Linked DNA regions of Sus scrofa: region 1 is linked to region 2. Evidence: chromatin contacts called from public Hi-C data. All regions are on one chromosome and are shown on one strand. The core of a region is the stretch at or near the end of the contact, and the rest is flanking DNA. Distances in the headings are between cores, read along the strand shown. Region 1 holds the start of VAMP2 (vesicle-associated membrane protein 2). Region 2 holds the start of SLC16A11 (monocarboxylate transporter 11).

The links. A called contact is a pair of places that touch in the nucleus more often than the background predicts.
Region 1: a Hi-C map of liver shows a contact between it and region 2, with 2.8 times the contacts expected there. The contact joins the promoter of VAMP2 here to the promoter of SLC16A11 in region 2. A contact is called at or near these places in 1 of 5 promoter capture datasets (liver) and 1 of 47 Hi-C or Micro-C datasets (liver).

Annotation. Positions count from the first base shown.
Region 1 is chr12:53,380,451-53,386,543 of Sscrofa11.1, forward strand. VAMP2 (vesicle-associated membrane protein 2) reads right to left here and starts at 1,793. Exons shown (of 5, transcript XM_003358281.5): 1 at 1,651-1,793; 2 at 1,022-1,142; 3 at 405-563; 4 at 273-324. The coding sequence starts at 1,652.
Region 2 is chr12:52,440,905-52,446,838 of Sscrofa11.1, forward strand. It overlaps SLC16A11 (monocarboxylate transporter 11), which reads right to left and starts at 1,572. Exons shown (of 6, transcript XM_005669186.3): 1 at 1,388-1,572; 2 at 918-1,125; 3 at 512-655; 4 at 1-347. The coding sequence starts at 1,119. It overlaps LOC102159513 (a long non-coding RNA gene), which reads left to right and starts at 1,575. Exons shown (of 4, transcript XR_306601.3): 1 at 1,575-2,723; 2 at 3,917-4,019; 3 at 4,481-4,803.

The sequences.
Region 1 (6,093 bases), core at 543-3,042, 940 kb after region 2:
TACTGGACAAACCCAAAGGGTCCTCAAGGGAGCAGTGGAGATCTCCACCGGCTTTCCGGTTTCCAAAAATCTTACCAGAAATTGCCCAGAACCAGGCAAAGTACAAGCTCAACAACATTGAGGTTTGGGGTGCTAGATGAATCAGAACTGCTATTGGCAGCTCTGTGTGCTCTTTGCTGAATAGTAAAAACGAGGTTAATGACCTTCAAAACCCAGACGTCAGGGGGGAAACCTCTCCAACAAAGGGGCCCGGCCACTCCCGCCCGACTCACCAATGATGATGATGAGGATGATGGCGCAAATCACTCCCAAGATGATCATCATCTGGGGGCGAGAAGGGCCGGTCAGGGAGACAGGCGGGGACACTCCCGGCCACCCACCACTCCTCCGGCCTCCACCCTTACCTTGAGGTTTTTCCACCAATATTTGCGCTTGAGCTTGGCTGCACTTGTTTCAAACTGGGAGGCCCCCGCCTGGAGTGCGTCGGCGCGGTCGTCCAGTTCCGACAGCTTCTGGTCCCGCTCCAGGACCTTGTCCACGTTCACCCTCATAATGTCCACCACCTGCGGGAAGGGCGCGGGGATGGGGGGGGGAGACCCATCTCAAAGGGCTCTCCTCAGCCAGGAGCCCACGTACGAGACATGCACCCTAGGGCTGTCTGGCTGACATGCAACAACATATGCGGAGCATGCCCAGCACACCTGGGGACATGCAAGGAGCACACGTCAGAGGCATGCTGGTGGCCAGACATCTCATATCACAGCAGCACCCTCTATTTACCGAGCCTCAAGCAGCCTGCGGGTCACGAGAGCACACCCGCCCAGGGTGAAACGGCGCAGGCCAGCAAGGCTAACACCCCACGGCCCTCCCAATTACACGACGTCAGGAACGCGGCTTGGTATGTTTTTGTCTCCGAACGCGAAAACGTGAACTGCCATCACCCTCAACCCACGATGGACCCCCAGACCGCTTTGCCATCCTCAGGGTCGTTCCCACTGCCTCTGCCCCCCCCACAACTCACCTCATCCACCTGGGCCTGGGTCTGCTGCAGTCTCCTGTTACTGGTGAGGTTTGGAGGGGGCGCGGGGGGGCCTCCCTCCCCAGCTGGGGCGGCGGGGGGTGCGGTCGCAGCGGTTGCCGACCTGAGGGGCACCGACGGATTAAGATCCAGGCCCTGGAGCCCTCGGCCCCGCAGCGAGGGCTCCGCCCATCCGTCTGTCCATCCATCCGTGCCCCCCTTCCTCCTTCTCGGGAGGAGAGCCACCCGAAGGGAGCCATGGCCTTCGCCCGGCCCCGCGGGCAAGCGGCCGCGTGACCTTGAGGGAGGCCCCCTCCCCCCTCCGGGCCTCAGTTTCCCCGCCTGTCAAATGAGGGCGACCTCACAGCCACGGTCGGGGGGACCCGCAATGAAAGGCGGCAGCGATGACAGGGGCGGGGCGGGCGGACCCTGCGTCTGCTCCCTCCGGCGCCAGCGCCCGCGCGGCCGGCCGGGGACCCGGGGCTCTCCGGCTGCCCGCGCGCCGTCACGGGCGCCGGCCTGGCCTCCGGGCGCGCGGGGGGCGCGGGCTGGACCCCGAGCCCTTCCCAGGCTCGGACGCAGGGGCGGCGGCCGGCGCGGGCAGCCGGGGCGGGCGCAGGCGGCCGACTCACATGGCGGGGGCAGCGGGCGGAGGACTTGGCAGCAGCAGGGGTGGCGGTGGCGGCGGCGGCGGCTCGCGCTGGCTCCGACTGGCGCTGGCTGCCCGGGACGGGAAGATGGCGGCCGCACGTCACCCACATCCGGGCACTGCGGGCGGGGGCGGGGCGCCGCGGGCCACTCGGCGGCAGCCGGGCCGCGGGGGCGGGGCGTGGGGGCGGGGCGCGGGGAGCGCAGCCCGCCCGCGGCGGGGCCCGCGAGGCGGGGCCCCCGGCCTCTCCCTCCACGGCCCGAGCCTGGGGGCCGCGGCCTACCCACACCCATGGCCCGGCCCTGATGGCACCCCTCGGCCCCAAACACCTCCTCCGTGAGACCCGTCCGCACCCCACCCCGACCCAGGTCTCAGCCCGCCCCCACGGTCCCAACGCCTGTTGACCGGTCTTCGGCATTTCAGATACGGGCGGGAGATGGGAAATCAGAAGGGTCACGTGCAGGTTCCGGGGCGATGCAGACAGGCGAGACCCCGCGGCTGAGGTGGAGTGGTGGCAGCTGGTCCCCAAAGCTTGCCCGCAGGTGGAGATCTCAAAGGAGGTCTGGGACAAGGAACTCTCTCCTCACAGCTGGGGTTCAGACCAGGGGTCCTTGGCAGCCTGGGCCTGACCGACAAGAGGCAAGCTTAGGGGCCTAGGAGGAAGGCAAGAGGCTGCCCCGTGGCGCTGCTTCAGGTGCGCCTGCAGACTGGCCCAAACCTGGCTCTGACCCAGAGTTGGATCAGCTACCCTGCAGCGGGAGGGCTCAGCCTCTGACCCCAGGCGAAAGGACAGAACTTTAGCTTTTACGTTTTGTTTTTTCCCTGGGGGGGCAGGACAGTAAGGAGGCAAAGGCAGTCCCTGCCTCCTGGGAGTGACCTTGGATAGCCCTTTGCCTGTCTCTGGACCCCAAATAGATTACATACTAGACACTACAGGGGTATTTGTTAAATGGCTTGATCCGGGACATGGTAGGAGATTATCCCCGGCCCCTTCCATCCCTGACTTGTCTCTGTTTAGATCCTCCAAACAGACCCAGCAGTTCACACACCCCCTCTGCTCATTCTCAGCAGGACTGGTCCCCTCAGAGAGGACAGGCTGAGAACAGGTGAGCTGCCTGTCCTGTGGGGTAGGTCAGATCAGCCTAAAGAGTAAAGAAGGTGGTACCTTGGGGGGGGGGTGGCTAGTGGCCCTGGAGCGAGGGTGCTCACTGCAACCCTGGAAGTGGGCAGAGGGGGCTGGTGGCCTTGGTCTCTGAGACAAACAGGAGCTGGCTTCCTCCCTCCCCCACCCAGGCCTCCCAGGGCCTCCGGGTGTGACAACCTCCCCCATGCAGCACCCCACCCCCTCCCAGCAGAAGCCTGGGCCAGGCTCTGTCACCAGAGGTGTCATTTCCCAGCTGTGTGGGGGAGGTGAGTGAACAGGGAGTGTGTGCGGGGTGCGGGGACTCAGCAGATCTAAGATGCGATGCTCTCAGCTTCTCCCCCTCCTGGGCGCTGCCACTGCCCTGGTCCCATGCACTCACACACACACACACACACACACACACACACACACAGTGTCTGGGTGGCTCAGTCAATGTGAAAAGGAAGAAAAGAACAGCTTCCCTGAGGGTCCTAGATGACGCTGCAGGGGGCTAGCTCTTGCTTTTTGGCCCTGAGACTACTCTGCTTTCTAGCTAGAGAACAAAAATGCCAGATTCCAGGCTTTTAAGTTCAAAAGCTGTGGTGTCTGTGTCTAAGACAGATTAAGGTTGGAAGGAGATACAAAGAGGCTGGACTTCCCACCGCCACCCTGTCCCAACACCCTAAGCTGGCAGGGGGCAACCAGTGGAGGACCAAACAAGATGTTAGACAGGGGGTTAGGAGTGATCCCCATTCCTGGATGGTCAAGTCCAGGGGACGTGCAAGGGACAGAACCTGGGATAAATTGGAGGAGCTAAGGCCATGGGGTGTGGCTTGGAAAGCTGGCACATTGCTGTTGCCCTCAGAGTCTGGGGGCGGCAGCAGCAGAATCGAGATGGGAGCATGGAGTTCTCTTGTGGCACAGTGGGTTAAGGATCCTTGGGTCGCTGCTGTGGCATGGGTTCAGTGCCCACCCTGGGTGAGGCTGTGTATGATCCATGGAGGCGGAGTCTCAGGAGGATTTATCTTGAAGACAGGACTCTCATTGAGCAGCCCTCTCCACCCACCCCACCTTTGCTGGTGTGCTAAGGAACTCCCCAAATTTTGATGAGTGCTGGAGGCAGGAGAAGAGGAGGGATGGGGAGACCCAGTTCACCTGGAAATGACTAAGAGAATGTTTTCTGCAGGCAGATAGAGTGGAGACCCAAAACAGAGGTAAACGGAACTAAAGAAAGAGAATGCATCTGCAGAGTTCCCGACGTGGTGCAGCAGAAACGAATCCGACTAGCATCCATGAGGACTTGGGTTGATTCCTGGCTTCATTTGGTGGGTTAAGGATCTGGCATTGCCGTGAGCCGCCACGTGGAGCCCAGACGTGGCTCGGATCCCATGTTGCTATGGCTGCAGTGTCGGCCGGCAGCTGCAGCTCCGATTCAAGCCCTCGTCAAGGGTTGGCAGCCAGTTCTCTGGGCGCCACTGTCAAGGCTCCTTCCAAAGATGTGGGAGGAAGTCCAAGTTCACTTCTAATGAGGACCTCCAGGAATTCTGCTGTAGATGACATGGAGGAAACCTTTCATGAAGTTTAATAGTTTTCCTTTATTGTTTTTTCCTCTTCTAACAACTGACTGTAGGTTGGGGTGGAAGGGGGCTGGGTCATTGCCACGGTGACTCATGAAGCTGCTCCATCCACATGGGTCAAAACTGACCCAACTAATAATTAATTTCAGAGACCTTGTGTGTCCCTCAACACAGCAAGGTAAAGAAAAGGCCTTCTAATGAGGAGAAGTGGCCCCCTGGGAATGCTGCCTGGAATGCGGCCCGAGGGGCTGACCCCGCCACCCTTGTAGTCATCTACCCTACCCCGTGACCTCTGGCTCTGCCCTCCAATCTGGAAGGCTTGGGGGCTGCCTGCCAAGCCCTGGGATCCTGGAGAGAAGGGAAACTGCCAGGAACCTGCTGAGCGCAAGGTGCCCTACTTGGATGCCACCTGCCTCCAGTTCCCTTTTTTTTTTTTGTCTTTTTAGGGCAACACCCAAGTCATATGGAGGTTCCCAAGATAGGGGTCTAATCGGAGCAGTTGCTGCCGGCCTACACCACAGCCACAGCAACGCCAGATCCTTAACCCACTGAGTGAGCCAGGGATGGAACCCGCAACCTCATGGTTCCCAGTCGGATTAATTTCCGCTGTGCCACCACAGGAACTCCTGAAAACAATGATTATATGTTTTTTAAATTCATGGTTATATTTTAAACTAGGTAATAGGAAACAAAATGTAAGAGAGGGAGTTCCTGTTGAGCACAGCAGAAACGAATCCGACTAGTATCCGTGAGGATGAGGGTTCCATCCCTGGCCTCACTCAGTGGGTCGGTGACCCAGCGTTGCTGTGAGCTGTGGGGTAGGTCACAGGTGTGGCTTGGATAAAAAGCAAAAAAATATATATATATACGTATATATATGTGTGTGTGTGTATGTACACATATCTACGCATAAAAGGGTGAACAACAAACCCGTGCTCTGAGCCACCCAAGGCCGCTGCCCCACACATCTGCTGTTTCCAGTCTTAGAAATGCTCTGGAATGATTGCTGCAGAGACAAACATAAACGTACATACTGCTTTTTTTCTTTTAAAGAATACAAATGCTAACGGACTATATGCATTTCCCCTTCCTTTTTTTTTTTTTTTTTAATTTTCCAATCACAGGTTTTTTTTTTTTTCCCTTTTTCTCTGTAGTATCTGTTTCTTCCAGATTTCTTTGCTAGCCTTCCGTCCTTCTTTCCTCCCTCCCTTCCTCCCCCCCCCACTCTCTTTCTTCTTTTTAGGGCCGCTCCTGCGGCATGTGGAGGTTCCCAGGCCAGGAGTGGAATCAGAGCTGCAGCTGCCATCCTACGCCACAGCCGCAGCAATGCCAGATCCGAGCTGTGTCTGCAGTCTACACTGCAGCTTGTGGCACCATCGGATCCTTAACCCAGTGAGCCAAACCCACATCCTCATGGATACTAGTTGGGTTCTTAACCCGCTGAGCCCCAGCGGGAACTCCATGAAGGTTCTTTTTTAAAAGATTTTATTGAAGTATAGTTGATTTACAATGTTACTTTCCGCCAAACAGCAAAGCCATTCGGGTATAAATTCTTTTTCATATTCTTTTCTATCAGGAATAGAATAGGCTATCACAGGATAGTGAGTATAAATCCCTGTGCTATACAGTAGGATCTTGTTTATCCAACCTGTAATACTAATCCCCACATTTGCTAATCACAAACTCCCACTTCCGTCCCCCCCCGCCCCGCAACCACAAGTCTGTT
Region 2 (5,934 bases), core at 322-2,821:
CGCCACCAAGGCCGTGCCTAGAGCAAAAACCAAGAAGACCCGGCGTGTGAAGAGATCTAGGCCGAGGGCTGCCAGAGGGCTTCGGGGTGGGGTCGGGGGGTCGCCTGGGAGCTCCAGGGGTCGCAGCAGGGCGCCGCAGGGGGTGAGGTGGAGGGTAACGGCGCCGAGGAGGAGCAGGGCGCCCCGCCAGCCGAAATGATCCAGGAGGAGCTGCAAGGCGGGCGCCAGGAGCAGCGAGGAGGCCCCGTTGCCCGTGAGGGCCAGCCCCACGGCCAAGACTCGACGGCGGGAGAAGTAACGTGAGAGGGTCCCAAGGGCAGGGGCGAACACCAGGGCCCAGCCGGCGCCTGCGAATGGATAGGACCAGGTGAGGGCAGGAAGCGGGAGCGCCCGCCCCCGCCGTCCCGGCCCCGCTGGTTGCAGGAGGCCCCGCCCCCTTGGCCTCTGGCCCCCAACGAGCTGGGCTCTGCACCATCACCCCTTAAGAACCCGGGTGTCCCTCCCCCCTCACCAGCAAGGACGCCCAGGCCAAGATAGAGGTGCAGCAGACTGCGGGCGAAAGCCGAGAAAACGAAGCCGAGCGAGGTGAGGACGCCTCCAACCATCACAACCGGGCGCGCCCCCCAGCGGGTGCTCAGGGCGCTGCCCACTGGGCCTAGAAGGGGGCGGGGTCAACGGAAGACACGCTCCCGGAGCCTCCAAAGTCGCTCCAACACTTCTCATTGGCTGTTTGCATGGCTTAAACGCCCCCCCGCTGTCTAGCAGCCCCTTCTCTTGCCCTCTAGACCCACTCTTCTTCTAGAACTTAGTTCCACCAATAGATTGTCTGGTAATCCATCAGGTGAGCCCCCCACCACTGCCCTCATGGCCCGCCCACCCCAGTTCCCGCCTCCCTCCTCGGGCCCCCCCCCCCTCACTGGCTGCCTGCTGCACCGCCAAGGCCAGGGCGCTGACCCACGCAGTGTCCTGAGCGCTTCGGTCAAAATGCTCCGCGAGGTCAGGGAGGGCGAGGCCCAGGGAGCGTAACAGCCCGTAGGAGAGCCCATTCACCACGAAGGCTGCGGCCGCCACCACCCAGCCCCAGCCCCCGTCCGGGGGTCCGGCTGGCTTGGGGGTCATCGCCGCCTGGGGGAAGGAGGGGAGATACCTGTGAGGCAAGCCTCCACGTCTGTGCTTCCTCTAGGGACCTGGGCATCCCTGAGGTCCAGCCTCTGGCTGTTTGCCCAGGGTGGGCACGTCACCCTGAGCACAACAGGACCGGGGCGGAGGAGAGGGAGCTAGGCCTAGGGATAGAACTCCCGGGTCCGCGCGAGTACAGGGTGACAGCCGGACCGCCCCCCCCCAGGCCTGAGACTCCCCCCCCCACACACACATGGGTCCCCCTTACCCGACCTCTCCCGGCGGTGCGGGGAGGGGAAGGGCGAGGAATGGCTCGGCCCGGTTTTCTCCCCGCTTTCCGGGCGGGCGGGGCCCCAGAGGGGAGAGAATGCCGAGATGGAGCCCAACTTGCACAGGCTCTCCGGGTAAACAGGGATTGCCACTGGGGGCCTGGGCCACCTGGGGCGTGGGGGGGGGGTTGGGGAGGGTACGGAGGGCGGGGGCGAGCGGAGACAGCCAATCCGCGGAGCCACGGGTGAGGCCAGACACCTAGTCCCACGGGGATTGAATTATCCTCCTACACCGCCCCCCCCCAGCCCTGGGGAAGGGTGGGGCGAGGAATGAAAGCCTCCCCAGCCCCGCCCACGCTCACGCACCTGTCGCCGGCTGCGCTCACCGGAGACCCATGGATCAATCGCCAGCCCAAGGTCGGTAGGCAACGCAAGGAAACCGGTGATCCTCCCAAAGCATGAAGGGACCAGTATTTTCGTTCCCTGGGGACGGTGCTGAAGACCCAGGTAAACCTCAGATCACAGACCTCCACCGAGTGCGTGCTGCGGCCTCAACAATATATGCACTCAAGGACGGAGGGGAAAGAAAGGGACTTCCTTGTGATGTGTTAGGGACATGCCATCTTTCATCTTTACAGTCACCCTGTGAAAAGGCTTCTCCCCATTTTACAGATGAACGAGTTGAAGCTTAGGCAGCTTAGGTCACTTGCCCCAAATCACCCAGCTTAAAAAAAAAAAATGGTGGAAATATTTGAGTTTGGGTCTGTCCAACTAGGAACCATACAAGGAGAACAGACGGGGGACTGAAGTAGAATCTGCCACCGCGGAGGGAAATGGCCTGGAGACAGTTTGATGCCAAGCTGACCTGGGAATGGTAGAGCCTTTCCAGGCCCGTGAGTTTGTGATTCTGAGATAGGGGTTACTGGGAATAGAAAGGATCCTAAGAATCAATGAGGATTTAGATTAGAATTTTAAAAACGAAGTAAGAAATCAGAGAATTGTACCCCGTGACGGATTTCTTGAAAAGATTTTTTGAAAGTACTCTTTTTACATTAGAATTGGGGTTACCAGTGATTTACTCCAGCTATTTGAATCAAGAGATGTATTTTTTGGTGTAATTATTAATATCCGAAAATTTGTGGCTTACAGTTTGGAGCATGCATCACCTGGCAGCCACATGGTGGCAGTGTTTCCTAATTGTTGAAAAAGTTCCTGCAAATAAAAGAAACACAGCTTCTGGATCAGTGAAAACTATGAGCCTAACAAGACAACATGACCTTTGCTGGCTCTCCAATGGCTAAAGGAGGGAAAAGCCCACAATCCTCTACTTTGAGTGTAAGGCCGTTCACAAAGGCAACCCAGGCTATCTTTCCATCCCCGCGCCCCCCCCCCTCACCCTTCCACAATCAGCCATTAGCTTCTCACCCTGCTCTGTGAGCAGGCATAACTTTTTCTCCTCAAGTTTTGTATATATCATGCCCCACTGCTTGAAATGACCTGGACGGGGTACTGGATTCCTGCCACATGGACCGTGGAAGAGTGGTCTCAAGGGTTTACCTAGCCTGGGGTACTCTTGCGAAAGACACCTGGGAGGCGGGGCCAGCAGGTCCTCAGCCACCAGGAAGGCAGGGAGCCCACTTCCTGGGATGTCAGGCAAGCTCTCCGCCCCAATCTGAATGAAGTCAGCTGAAACAAATCCCTCCCTCTCGGGGGTGAAATAGAAGAGCAGGGCAGTCAAAGAGGACACTGAGCCCTTGGGATCTGGGAGTCACACACAGTGATCCTGAGCACCTCTCCCAGACACTTATGAACCCAGAGCCTGGCATCATCTCAGAGCCTGGCACCAAGCTGTATTGGTTACAGGAGGGCACATGCATCTTCATGTTCCCTGTAGGCTTAGCCAAAATCACCATCACTGTACACATCCTTTGCTCAGGGAGCTAATACAGCAGTGAGGTTGGGAGGATCAATTCCCAAGCTAGACTTCCCGGGTTTGAAACCCATCTTTTTTTTTTTTTTTTTTTTTTGCCATTTCTTGGGCCGCTCCGGCGGCAATATGGAGGTTCCCAGGCTAGGGGTTGAACCAGAGCTGTAGCCGCCAGGCTACACCAGAGCCACAGCAACATGGGATCCGAGCCATGTCTGTGACCTACACCACGGCTCACGGCAACACCAGATCCTTAACCCACTGCACAAGGCCAGGGATCGAACCCTCAACCTCACGGTTCCTAGTCAGATTTGTTAACCACTGCGCCACGATGGGAACTCCTGCAGTGTAGACCTTTTATGGCAGTGAAATTTCTTTGAAATATCTTGTTTTACATTGAAAATTCATATGGAGGAGTTCCCTTGTGGCTCAGCAGGTTAAGGATCTGGTGTTGTCACTGCTGTGGTGCAGGTTCCATCCCTGGCCAGGGAACTTCTGCATGCCATGGGTGTGGCCAAAAAAAAGGGAAAGAAACTGTGGCATTTTGCATCCTGTTTCATAATCATTGGCTTTTTTTTTTTTTTTTTTTTGGACTTTTTAGGGCCCCACCCACCTCTGGCTTTCGGACTTCTCCCGACACCCCAGCTTCCACGTCAGGGGACCCGGATGGTGGAGGAAGCACCCAGCTAAAGTCTTTGAGCCTGGTCTGTGTGTTTAAATATGCAAATATGTCTTATTCTGGCATTTTCTTCTTCTGGGGCTTTGGCCAACACGTGTATCAAAGTTCTCAGTTGTAAGCTGTGGACACCAACTCTGTCTTATTTAAGGAGAGAAATGATTGGTTACAGGATACTGGGTAGTGCTCAGAATTACTAAGACTACAGAACTAGATTTGGCAATAACACAGACTGCCCTAAGCCTGATGGGGGGCCAAGGCCACTGCTGTTACCGCTGGACACTAGATGTCACAGCAGCGGCCACGCACAGGCTCTTTAGTTCACAGACTCTTCCAATGACTCTTCAGGTTCCCAGGGCTCGGTCCGTCCCCATCCCACAGCTGGCAGTGTCTACACAGAGAGTTCCCCCTTGGGGAAAGAGAATAGGGCCCCCAAACTCTGCCTTACCCGTGTCAGATCCTCATGATGTCTAATTTACATCCTTACAGTGACAGAAAATATCTGACTCCCTGCTGCGACCTCCACCACAGCTGTGGCTGGTGCCCCTTCCAGGGAGAATGAGCACACGCCACCAAGGTTAAGGTGATCAGGAGCAAGACCCTGGACTTGGATTTGGAGACAGAAGTGAATGAAGCAGTCCTTTTGCAGCCACTGGGCCTAGAAACTCCTGCCGCTGCCCCGCAGCTACGTTGCACAGGAACCGCAGTGGGCTGGCTGGACCGTCCCCGACCCCCCTGCTGGCATCTGAAGACACCTGGGGGCGACTGGAAAACCAGAGATTCCTCGGGAGCAGACTGTTCCTGGGACTCTGGTGAGGATTTCTTTGTTTGGTATTATTAATATCATTTGTTCCCTCTGATGGTTGCCAGAAGCTCGTCCTCCCTCCACCCATCCACACAGGAGCAGGAAGACTCGCCTCTGCTCCCTCTGCTCCGTGGGAAGGACAGCGAGAGGGCAGCAGGAGAGAAAAGCCTGTCTCTCCTCCCTGAGCCTGGATGATGGTACCCACATCCTAACTGGTGTCCCCCCCCCCCCCCCCCCCCCCCCCCCCCCCCCCCGCCACCAGCCCGCCAGCGATTCATTCTCTTCACTGCAACAGAGCGGTTTCTTTTAAAATTCAAATCTGATCTACCCACCAAGGCTCCCCACTGCCCTCGGGACAAACTCAAGACTCCTTAGCCAGGAACACAAGGGCCTTTATCTTTTGAATCAGCCTGAGTATCTTTAGAGCTCTCGCTCTCTCTGGATCTTGAGCTTCAGCCCCCTGAAGGGGTGAATGAGTGAAGCATGATAAGGCACAGCATGGTTACAAGCTGGATGTAGCCTCACACAAATATATTCTAGGAAGATACTGGATGTGCTTCAGGAGCCATTTTCTTTCTTTTCTTTTTTTTTTTTTTTTGGCTGAGCCTGCAGCACACCTGTGCCAGGGATCAAACGAGCCAGAGCAGTGACCTGTGCCACAGAAGTGACAACGCCAAATCCTTAACTACTAGGTCACCAGGGAATGCTACCATTTTCTATTTTTTAAAAACTCTAACTAGAAATATAAGGAAACATCTTAAATTTAATAAAGGCTATTTCTCAGAAAAGCCCTAAAGAGCAAATGATTCTTTAAAAAGCAAGGATAGGAGCTCCCATTGTGGCTCAGCGGTAACAAATCCGACTAGTATCCATGAGGATGCAGGTTCGATCCCTGGACTCGCTCAGTGGGTTAAGGATCCAGCGCTGCCGTGAGCTGCGGTGTCGGTCACAGACACGGCTCAGATCTGGCATGGCTGTGGCTGTGGTGTAGGCTGGTGGCTATAGCTCCAATTCGACCCCCCGCCTGGGGAATCTCCATATGCTGCAGGTGTGGCCCTAAAAAGCAATAAAATAAAATAAAGAAAATCAGATACAGGCCTCAAAGCTGAATGCAGTAATATGGAGTTTCAAAGCAAAC